Linked DNA regions of Macaca mulatta: region 1 is linked to region 2. The links are chromatin contacts, called in public Hi-C maps. All regions are on one chromosome and are shown on one strand. The core of a region is the stretch at or near the end of the contact, and the rest is flanking DNA. Distances in the headings are between cores, read along the strand shown. Region 1 holds the start of TMA7 (translation machinery associated 7 homolog). Region 2 holds the start of CDC25A (cell division cycle 25A).

Region 1 (5,424 bases), core at 139-2,638, 280 kb after region 2:
CCCCAGCTCAGGGCCTTCATGACAGCTGCTATCAGTGCTGCTTGCTCCCTCACCTTCTTCAAGTCCTGCTCAACTAGTAGCCCCTTGGGAGGTCTACACACACCCTATCAGATATGGCGATCCCACTCCCACCCTAGCACTCCTGACCCACTGTCTACACTTTATTTTTTCCATGCACCTATCACATGACCTACAATATGTATCTCATTTATTTGCTTTGGTTATAGTCTGTCTCACTCACTAGAATTTCAGCTTGGTACCTACATATAGTACATACCCAGCAAAAAATGTATTCATCTGCCTAATCTTTGGACACTGTAGCATCCCAGCACTCAGCACCGTTACTTAAAAAATTAAGAGCTTTGGCCAGGCGCGGTGGCTCACGCCTGTAATCCTAACACTTTGGGAGGCTTAGGCAGGAGGATCATGAGGTCAGGAGTTCGAGACCAGCCTGGCCAATATGGCAAAACCCCGTCTCTACCACAAATTTTCCAGGCATGGTGGCGGGCATCTGTAATCCCAGCTACTGGGGAGGCGAAACCCCGTCTCTACTAAAAATACAAAAATTTTCCGGGCATGGTGGTAGGCACCTGTAATCCCAGCTACTGGGGAGGCTGAGACAGGAGAATCGCTTGAACCCAGGAAGCAGAGGTTGAAGTGATCGTGCCATTGCACTCCAGCCTGGGCGACAAGAGCAAGGCTCCATCTCGGGGGGGGAAAAAAAGCTTTATTGATATATAACTTGCATACCATATAATTCACGCAATAACTTGCATACCATATAATTCACGCAATGTGTACAATTCAGTGGTTTTAGCATATTCACAGAGTTGTATGGCCATGACCAAAATAAATTTTTTAGACCATTTTCATAGATGAATAAACAGAATTCGCAAACTGCTGCACCCCTGACTATATTATAAAACAAACTCCTTACAGGGGTTTTCAAAGCTATAGGACCATGTGATATAACTCCCTCCCACTTCTGCCATCTCCCAGCCTACTCTACCTCCACCCAAGCTGTGCTTTCCTCGGTTCCAAGAACGCGCCGAGCTTCAAGGCCTTTGCACATGCACATGCCCTGCTGTGTACCTGAAGTGCTCTTCCCGCGCACGGCCACAGGCCTGGGGGGCCTTCCGATTAAGTACCCCTCTTACGGTTCCGGATTCTACCCTGGCAGGACGACCCTAGTTCCTCGTACCTGGCGCGGCCGGACCTAGCGTCTGCCACTCAGTTGACCTCTGACCTGTTAGTCCCCGCCCCTGGAGCGCCGCATCCGGTAGCGAGAGTTCAACTTCCTGACTAGGAGCCAATCAGGGGGGCCGCCCCGCTGTCTACGACAGAGGGTGGGGGAAGACGCGCCGTTTCCGGTGGCAGGGTCTGGGGAAGGGGCGCAAGGCGCGATGTCCGGCCGCGAAGGTAAGTGTTGCGGGACGGTGAGGACTGTGAGGACTGCGGGGACGGCGGGGCGGGGACCGGGCGGCAGGGGCAGGCCGAACGTGTTCGTGTCGCCCACAGGGGGCAAGAAGAAGCCACTGAAACAGCCTAAGAAGCAGGCCAAGGAGATGGACGAGGTGAGGGCGGGCGCGGAGACACGGGCGGGTGCGGAGGGCCTGGGAAACAGGCCTGAGTTGAACCCCCTTTGCCTCTCCCCAGGAAGATAAGGCTTTCAAGCAGAAACAAAAAGAGGAGCAGAAGAAACTCGAGGAGCTAAAAGCGAAGGCCGCGGGGAAGGGGCCCTTGGGTAAGTGGGGGCTGAATGTAGCTCAAGCTGGCCAAACGCTATGAGCGTCTGTTGGGATGAGGGCGCGGACATGCCTTTTTCCTGCCTACTGAACTGCGAGGTCTCGTTTTCCGACGTCCGCTGTAGCGGATGGTCCTTAGCCAGTCTCGGATTTGCAGCAGCAGTAAGGGCCGGGAGCTGGAAACGAAGTCTCCTGCCTCCCAGGCAGTCTGGACTTCCATTCCTTAGGGAATGCAGAAACGGAAACATTGAAATGTATTTACCTCAGACGCAGATTCATACAGTTAAGTTTCTCAGTGTCTTCCGCAATCTCTTGCCCCAAATTCGTATTTTACTGCCTTCTTAGTGTTTGAACGTTACTTGACTTCGAAGTTTTTCTGTGTGTTTTTTGTTTTGTTTTGTTTTTTTGAGACAGGCTCACTCTGTCTCCCAGGTTGGAATGCAGCGGCGCGATCGCGGCTCACTGCAGCCTCCGCCTTCCTGGTTCAAGCGATTCTCCTACCTCATCCTCCCAAGTAGCTGGGCGTACAGGCGGCTGCCACCACGTCTGGCTAATTTTTCTCTTTTTTTTTTTTTTTTGAGACGGAGTTCGGCTAATTTTTGTACTTTTAGTAGAGAGAGGGTTTCACCATCTTGGCCAGGCGGGTCTTGAACTCCTGACCTCGTGATCCACCCGCCTCGGCCTCCCAAATGCTGGGATTGCAGGCGTGAACCACCGCGCCTAATTTTTTTCGTATTTATTGTAGAGACGGAGTTTCACCATGTTGGCCAAGCTGGTCTCAACTCCTGACCTCAGGTGATCCACCCGCCTGGGCCTCCCAAAGTGCTCGGATTACAAACCTGAGCCAAAGCGCCCGGCCACCCTTTTTTTTTTTGGTACTCATATTATCTCTATGCTTTTGCTTTCTGAGTCTTTTTACTTCTGGGTGTGCCTAGACTAAAAGATAAAGTCCAGGCTCTTCAGTGTGCTGTTGCTCCATATGCTTTTCTAACTGAATCCTCCACCTTTTTACATCTTTTATGTAGGAGGAATTCATTACATTTCAAAAGATTTTTCAGGCCCAGCAGTTCTAGTACTTTATGTGCATCTTAAGCGTTATTTTACATTCATCCAACTAGTGATTATTTTCTCCACAGTTGTTTATGCCCTATTTGAGCACTGTGAGCCACACTAGGCATGATGGAGACAAGGATGGTGGGAGTGTCATCCGGGGCTTCTCAAGACCTCTCTCCCAGTGGGTTTGATCCATTATTCTTTACCTACCCAGCACTGAGATTCTAGTTCTTGAGATTCCTTTTCAGAATGGTGTAAGGGGCCAGGCACAGTGGCTGACGACCATAATCCTAGTGCTTTGGGAGGCCTAAGCAGGAGGATTGTTTAAGGCTAGGAGTTCACAGCATCAAATGGAGACCCTGTCTACAGAAAAATTTTAAAATTAGCTGAGCGTGGTGGTGGTGGCTCATTTCCTGTAATCCCAGCTATTTAAAAGGCTGAGGCAGCCTCATTTAAGCACAGGAGTTAAAGGTAAGAGGATTATTTGAGCACAGGAGTTCAGGCTGCAGTGAGCTGGGATCACGCCACTGTATTCCAGCCTGGGAGACAGAGTGAGATCCTATCTCAAAAAAAAAAAAAAAAAAAAAAGGTATCTTGCACCCTCTTTTAATCTGTGATTGTGTATAGGGAAAAGATCAGTCCTTAGTGTAACTCTATGCTAGTTGTTTGTCATTGAGCATCATCTAATATTTTTTTTTTAAGGTTTGTCAGGCCCCTTTGGATCTTCTTTCCTGTATTAGGCATATATAACCCTACACTGTTTCTTTTTTTTTTTTTTTTTTTTTTAAGATGGAGTCTCACTCTGTCGCCCAGGCTGGAGTGCAGTGGCGCGATCTCAGCTCACTGCAACCTCCGCCTCCTGGGTTCAAGTGATTCTCCTGCCTCAGCCTCCTGAGTAGCTGGGATTACAGGTGCACACCGCCATTCCTGGCTAATTTTTGTATTTTTAGTAGAGACAGGGTTTCACCATGTTGGCTAGGATGGTCCCAATCTCCTGACGTTGTGATCTGCCCACCTCAGCCTCCTAATGTGCTGGGATTACAGGCGTGAGCCACCGCGCCTGGCCCAATCCTACACTGTTTCTTAAATCGCCTACTGGGTTCCACATATATGATGATTTGTAAATTAGTAGAGTATACCAGGTGCCAGGATCATAATATGGAAGGCAGTGTAACGTGGCAGTTAAGAATGTGGACTTTGAAGTCAGACAACTCAGGTTGGAATCCTGGCTTGTCACATACCTTGAACAACACCTAACAATAATACTTCTTTTTTGGCTGGGCACAGTGGCTCACGCCTGTAATCCCAGCACTTTGGGAGCTGAGGTGGGTGGACCACTTGAGGTCAGGAGTTCGAGACCTGCCTGGCCAACATGGTGAAACCCCATCTCTACTAAAAATACCAAAATTAGCCGGATGTGGTGGCGTGTGCCTGTAGTCCCAGCTACTCGGGAGGCTGATGCATAAACAATCGCTTGAACCCGGGAGGCGGAGGCTGCAGTGAGCCAAAATTGCACCACTGTAGTCCAGCCTAGGTGACAAAACAAGACTCTGTCCCCAAAAAAAGGCTGGGCTCGGTGGCTCACACTTGTAATCCCTGCATTCTGGGAGGTCGAGGCAGGCGGATCACCTGAGGTCAGGAGTTCGAGACCAGCCTGACCAATATGGTGAAGCCCCATCTACTAAAAATACAAAAATTAGCTGGGGCTTGTAGTCCCAGCTGCTCGGGAGGCTGAGACGGGAAAATTGCTTGAACCCAGGAGGCGGGGGTTGCAGTGAGCCGAGATCGTGCCACTGCACTCCAGCCTGGGCGACACAGCAAGACTCTGTCTCAAAAAAAAAAAGAACTTCTTTTTCTGTAAAATGGGTTGATAGGGCATGAGGATTAAATAAGCCAATCTGTGAAGTATACAGGAGTGTAGATCTAGACCAGTGCGCAGCCAGCCACTGCTTGTAAACTCCATCTTATCCTCATTTTACCTTTACCTAGAACAGACAATATCAGTGAAGCTGCTATCCATGCTTGTGTTAAAACGAATGCCCAGTACAAAAGCCAGGCTTTACTAAGGTCCACAGCAGGTCCATGGGGCTTCTACCGTAAGAACTATATTTTTCCCTAATTGTGACTATTTTTCTTTTGCAGCCACAGGTGGAATTAAGAAATCTGGCAAAAAGTAAGCTGTTCCTTGTGCCTGAGGAGATGGTGACCCTTTATTTCATCCTTATTTAAACGTCTATATTCCCTGCCATAACATCTTTTGCCACCTAAAGCTGGAATTAAGTGTTGTCTTGGAGCTGTTGTACATTTAAGAATAAACTTTTGTAAAAAAAAAAAAAAAAAAAAAAACTTACAGTGGTTCATCATCTCTTTAGTTGTTTTCACTAAGTCATTCCTACCATAACTGTGAATTTAAAGTAAAACCAGCTCAGAACCTTGCCAGAGTCTGCTCTTTGGTCTTTGTTCTACCCTAAACTTTGTATCACCTGAAATTAAACCAACTCGTTTGTTTGAAAGGATGTCCTTCTCGTGTGGTTGTATGCCTGACAATACCTTACATGAGGTTAGTGGAAGAATTTGCACGTTTTTTTCTTGGCGGGGGAGGGGGTGGAGTGCAGTGGCATGATCT
Region 2 (5,024 bases), core at 173-2,672:
CGACGCCGAGGCCAGAGGCCTGGGACACCGCCCGCCGGTCTCTCCTCACCTGCCCAGCCCCTGCAGCTGGTCCATAGTGACGGTCAGGTTAGTGACAGGCGACAGTCCCCCGGCGGCTGGCGCGCCAAATAGCGCCTTCACGACGGGCTGCGGCGCGGGAGGGGGGCTGCAGGCGAAGAGCAGGCGGCGGCGGTGCGGGGGCTCCGGGCCCAGTTCCATGGCGGCGCCCGGCCTCGCAGATCTCCAGCTCCCTCTTCCTCCGCCTCCGCCGCGACCGCCCCGCCCCGCACACACCGGCCTCGGCCGCGCGCCACCGGCGCCCGCGGGTCAAACACAAACACGACTCCGCGGTTCAGGGACGCGGCTGCCGCGGGCAAGCGGCGCGGCCGGGCGGGTGTGCGGACCCTCCAGGCGCCAGCCACAGGCACGGGTGCTTCCCTCTCACACCGCGAGGCCAGCGGGCGGGCGGGCGCCGGCAACCTGAAGATTAAATCCAAACAAACGCGGCGGGTCAGCGAGAGAAGGCGGGCGAGAGCCTCGAGGCAACGGCCCAGACTCAAGCTGTCTTCGCTGTTCTCCCACCCGCTTGCCCAGCTCTGGGTAGCAGAAAACCGAGCCGACCTCCACCTCTTACCCAGGCTGTCGCAGCCAATCTGGCCTTTCGCGGTAATAGCAGCTCAGTGGGGGCCGCTGCTGCCCCGCCCCCCTTTCCTAGTTGGCGCCAAACGGAATCCACCAATCAGTAAGCAACTTCTCCTCCTCGCAACCGAATGGCAGCTAGGCTGGGCCAATGAGAGGGGAAGAAGGAAGCGGCTCGCGGGACTCTGCCAGGTCATCCGCTCTCAGAAGGGGGCGGAGCCTAGAGTGGACTAGCGCGGATCAAAATGAGCGGGGGGATCAGAGGTCAATGAAAACTCCCAGCAGACCCTGCGAGACACTGCTCGCGGCTGAAAGGCCCCCTTGCCCCGTCGCATGCTGGGAAGCGTAGTTCTCATCGCGAGGCGCCGTCCAGTTAGCTTCGGCCTCCGTTGGGCCTCCACTACCTCGCCCCCAACCTGGCGCCCCACACCCTGAGGGAATGTGGAGGCTAAGGAAGAGCTGTGGAGGTCTGGCCGGATCCAGCCTTGGCTCGGCCTCTAACCGTGCAGTATTGTGGACCCCTTTCTTCCGCCCCGGGCCTTCAGGCCCCAATTTATAATGAGGGAGGGAATGGAATGACCCCCAGGACTGGACTCGACCACCAGGGCCCAACTCTGGAGGGCTCACAGACCCCGGGTGCTGCTGGCCTTATGGGATTTGAACCCCGCAGTACAACATGTGCTGTGGGCCTCAGCATTGTTTGCTCACTTCCATTCTAGCCCTTACTGGATTCTCTTAGAATCATTTCTTTCTTCCCACGACTTCTTAGCCCCCTGGGAGCACCTAGAGAGCAATAACAGCAAATACAATAATAGCAAATAATAGCTAAAGTTTACATAGTGCTTATGCACTTGACGCTGTTCCCAGTGTGTTAATCTGTATTAATTCATGTAATCTTTACAACTCTGTGACATAGAATTATCCCCATTTTCTAAGTGGGCGTATTTACTTTTATAGCCCCTGCACCTGTGGCAGTTCCTAGAACGATTTTGAGAGCCATAAGTGCATGATTTAATTGCAACCTACTGCTGAGCATAGTGGTTCACGTCTATAATCCCAGCACTTTGGGAGGGCGAGGTGGGAGGATTGCCTGAGCCCACGAATTTGAGACCAGCCTGGGCAACAAAGTGAGACACCCCCCTGCCCCCTATCTCCAAAAAAAAAAAAAAAAAAACCCTACAGTTTGAAAAGCCATGATGGACAGGTGGAAGCCCCCAGCCTTTGGCCCCAACACCAGACCCTTCACAGTGGGGAATCTCCCTCTCAGGATTCATCTGCTTTTCTGTGCACCAGTGCTCCACCACCCAGGAACCTCCCTTCCCTCCAGAAGCCCCAGGCTATTTAGGCCTCTCTGCACAGTTCACAGGGTCTGTGAACTGTTTCAAATAGTTCTCCCTGTCGTATCTCTGAATACTTTCCTCTCCTCCTGTGTTTTGTGTGGTTTAATACTTGGCTCAACATTCCTGTTACCGCATTCATTCATCCAACATATGTTTATTCAGGGATTACTAGAACAAATTCAGTGCTTGAAATAATGCCACAATCCCTTGCCCTCAGGGAGCTCTGGTCCACTGAGCTTAAAGCTCCTTCTAATAATGAAATTATTACCATGACAATAGCTGTGGTTCACGGAGGGCCGGTGGGCACCGAGAGGAGGGGCGGAGACTGGGGAAGGCAGTACAGTGGGGGGCACGTCCCAAAGGAGATTAAAGCCGAAGGTGAAGGTTGCTGGAGAAGGGGAGCTTGGAGCTGGGGGGAAGTGCTTTCTAAGGAAAGGGTCCTCAGCAGCCAGGAGGTGAGGAGGAGCGCTGTACTTGCCGGGAACTACTCCTGCGTTGATCCAGTCGGTTCTAGAATGGGCACATGGGAGTGGCTGTGAGGGACAGTTCTTGAAAGGATTGGACTTTGCTGAAGAGTTTGGTCTTATCCTGTGGACAGTGGAGGGTGTGGAGGGTATGTGATAACCGGATCAGATTTGCTTTAGGGTGGATCAGTGGAGGAGAGTGGAGAGGCCTGAGGAACAAGGACTTTTGGCTGTCCCAAAAGTCTGGGAGATTCTGAAGCAAGGTGGGGGCTCAGAGACCGAAGGAAAGGAATGACCCTGGGAGCCCTGAAGGAGGTAGATCTCATCAGATTTTGATAATTGAGAGTTAAGATTGTAGGGGGCTAGAGGGAAGGGAGGAGGCTAGAATGATTCTTAGGTAATGATTCAAGTACCTGGGTGGATGTAACATTTCAACAACTGGAGACATAATTCTTGGAGGAATTTGATGAGCTCAGTTTTGTGCTGGTGGCCTGGCTAGGGGGTGTAGTCAGGAGACAGATTTGGTGTTGATTAGCATGAAGATGGTAATGCCCACTGAGGATGTACAAAGGGTTTTTAGGACCCTGGATCTGGGGAGCACTAGCATTGAGGACTTCATGTAGTGGGACAGGACCACAAAGCTGGGGCTGAGAAAGAAACCACAAGGGAGCAGCTAAGTCCATAGTTCAGAGGTGCACCGAGGAGAGTCACTGAAGGTGGCCAGAAGGAGGTCATGGGCAACCATGGAAATCGTGGGAAGGTGAGGAGGTGGCCACAGAAGGCTGTGGGAAGGGAAAAGTTGGCACAGAAGCTACAGTACAGTTCAAATGTGCCAAAATGCACGTGCACAAATATTCATGGCCATGTTAATCATTGTAGCCCCAAACAGAAAGCAACCCTAATGCCCATCAACAATTAAATCAGTAAATAGAACAAAGTTATTTTATACAGTGATGAAAAGGACAGAAGCACTACCCACAGTAGGAGTGAATCTCACATCAATGTCAAACATAAGAAGGAAGACACAGAAGAGAACATGCTGTTTAGGTCTGGCTCACACCTGTAATCCCAGCACTTTGGGAGGCTGAGGCAGGCAGATCACTTGAGGCCAGGAATTCGAGACCAGCCTGGCCAACATGGTGAAACCCAGTCTCTACTAAAAAAAAAAATATATATATATATACACACACACACACACACACACACCCCCACACACGTGTGTGCGCGTATATACATATATAATACACACACATATATATACACACACACTACATACACAAAATTTAGCCATGCGTGGTGGCACACAACTGTAATTCCAGCTACTATGGAGGCTGAGGCATGAGAATTGCTTGAACCCAGGAGGTGGAGGTTGCAGTGAACCAAGATTGAGCCACTGCACTCCAGCCTGGGTGACAGGGCGAGACTCCGTTTCAAAAAAAAAAAAAAAAAGTTAGTTATAGTACTAGTTACCTTTCAGAAAGATGGTGGTGATTGCAAGGGGCCATGAAGGGGATATTGGCAACTGGTCATATTCTGTTTCTTATTCATTTTTCACTTTTTGAGACAGAGTCTTGCTCTGTGGCCCAGGCTGGAGTGCAGTGACATGATCATGGCTCACTACAGAACTTCCAGGTTCAAGTGATCCTCCCACCTCAGCTTCCTGAGTAGCCTGAACCAGGCATGCACCCGTAAACCTAGCTAATTAAAAATTTTATTTTGCTGGGCATGGTGGCTCACACCTGTAATCCCAGCACCTTGGGAAGCCAAGGTGGGTGGATCATGAGGTAAGGAGTGCGAGACTAGCGTGGCCAACATGGTGAAACTCCATCTCTACTAAAAATACAAAAAATTAGCCAGGCATGGTGGTGAACGCCTGTAATCCCAGCTACTTGGGAGGCTGAGGCAGGAGAATCGCTTGAACCCAGGAGGCAGAGGTTACAGTGAGCAGAGATGATGCCATTGCACTCCAGCCTGGGCAGCACAGCAAGACTCTGTCTCGGGAAAAAAAAATTAATTTTAGAGATGGGAGTCTAATTGTGATGCCCAGGCTGGTCTCAAACCCTCGAGCTCAAGCGATCCTTCCGTCTGGGACTCCCAAAGTGTTACGATTATATGCGTGAGCCACTGCGCCTGGCCACTTTCTGTTTCTGGATCTGGGTGCTGATTACTTCAGTGTGTTCACCTTGTGGAAATTCACTGAGCTACACACTCAAGATTTGTTGGCTGTTCCATATGAATAGTGTATTTCAATGAAATATTTATTATTAGTGACAAAAAGTCTTTCCTTGATGCCACTTTCCCCTCCAACTATATTCATTCCTTCCCTTCACAGTAAAACTCCTGGCCAGGCACAATGACTCATGCCTGTAATCCCAGCACTTTGGAAGGCCGAGGTCAGGAGGTCAAAACCAGCCTGGCCAACATGGTGAAACCCCATCTCAGCTGGGCATGGTGGCTCACGCCTGTAATCCCAGCACTTTGGGAGGCCGAGACAGGTGGATCATAGGTCAGGAGTTCAAGACCAGCCTGGCCAACATAGTGAAACTCCATCTCTACTAAAAATACAAAAAATTAGTGGGGC

The links. Hi-C and Micro-C count contacts between places; a contact is called where the count stands out from the background.
Region 1: a contact with region 2 is called in a Hi-C map of fetal cortex germinal zone, with 3 times the contacts expected there. The contact joins the promoter of TMA7 here to the promoter of CDC25A in region 2. A contact is called at or near these places in 5 of 14 Hi-C or Micro-C datasets (CD4 T cells, blood, fetal cortex germinal zone and 2 more).

Annotation. Positions count from the first base shown.
Region 1 is chr2:111,846,143-111,851,566 of T2T-MMU8v2.0, forward strand. It overlaps TMA7 (translation machinery associated 7 homolog), which reads left to right and starts at 1,389. Exons shown (of 4, transcript NM_001193367.1): 1 at 1,389-1,419; 2 at 1,519-1,574; 3 at 1,657-1,744; 4 at 4,941-5,122. The coding sequence starts at 1,404. The coding sequence ends at 4,975. The region is part of intron 1 of TREX1 (three prime repair exonuclease 1); the gene reads left to right. It overlaps CCDC51 (coiled-coil domain containing 51), which reads right to left and starts at 1,256. Exons shown (of 3, transcript XM_028844086.2): 1 at 1,202-1,256.
Region 2 is chr2:111,567,605-111,572,628 of T2T-MMU8v2.0, forward strand. It overlaps CDC25A (cell division cycle 25A), which reads right to left and starts at 1,423. Exons shown (of 15, transcript XM_077992526.1): 1 at 635-1,423; 2 at 50-480. The coding sequence starts at 219.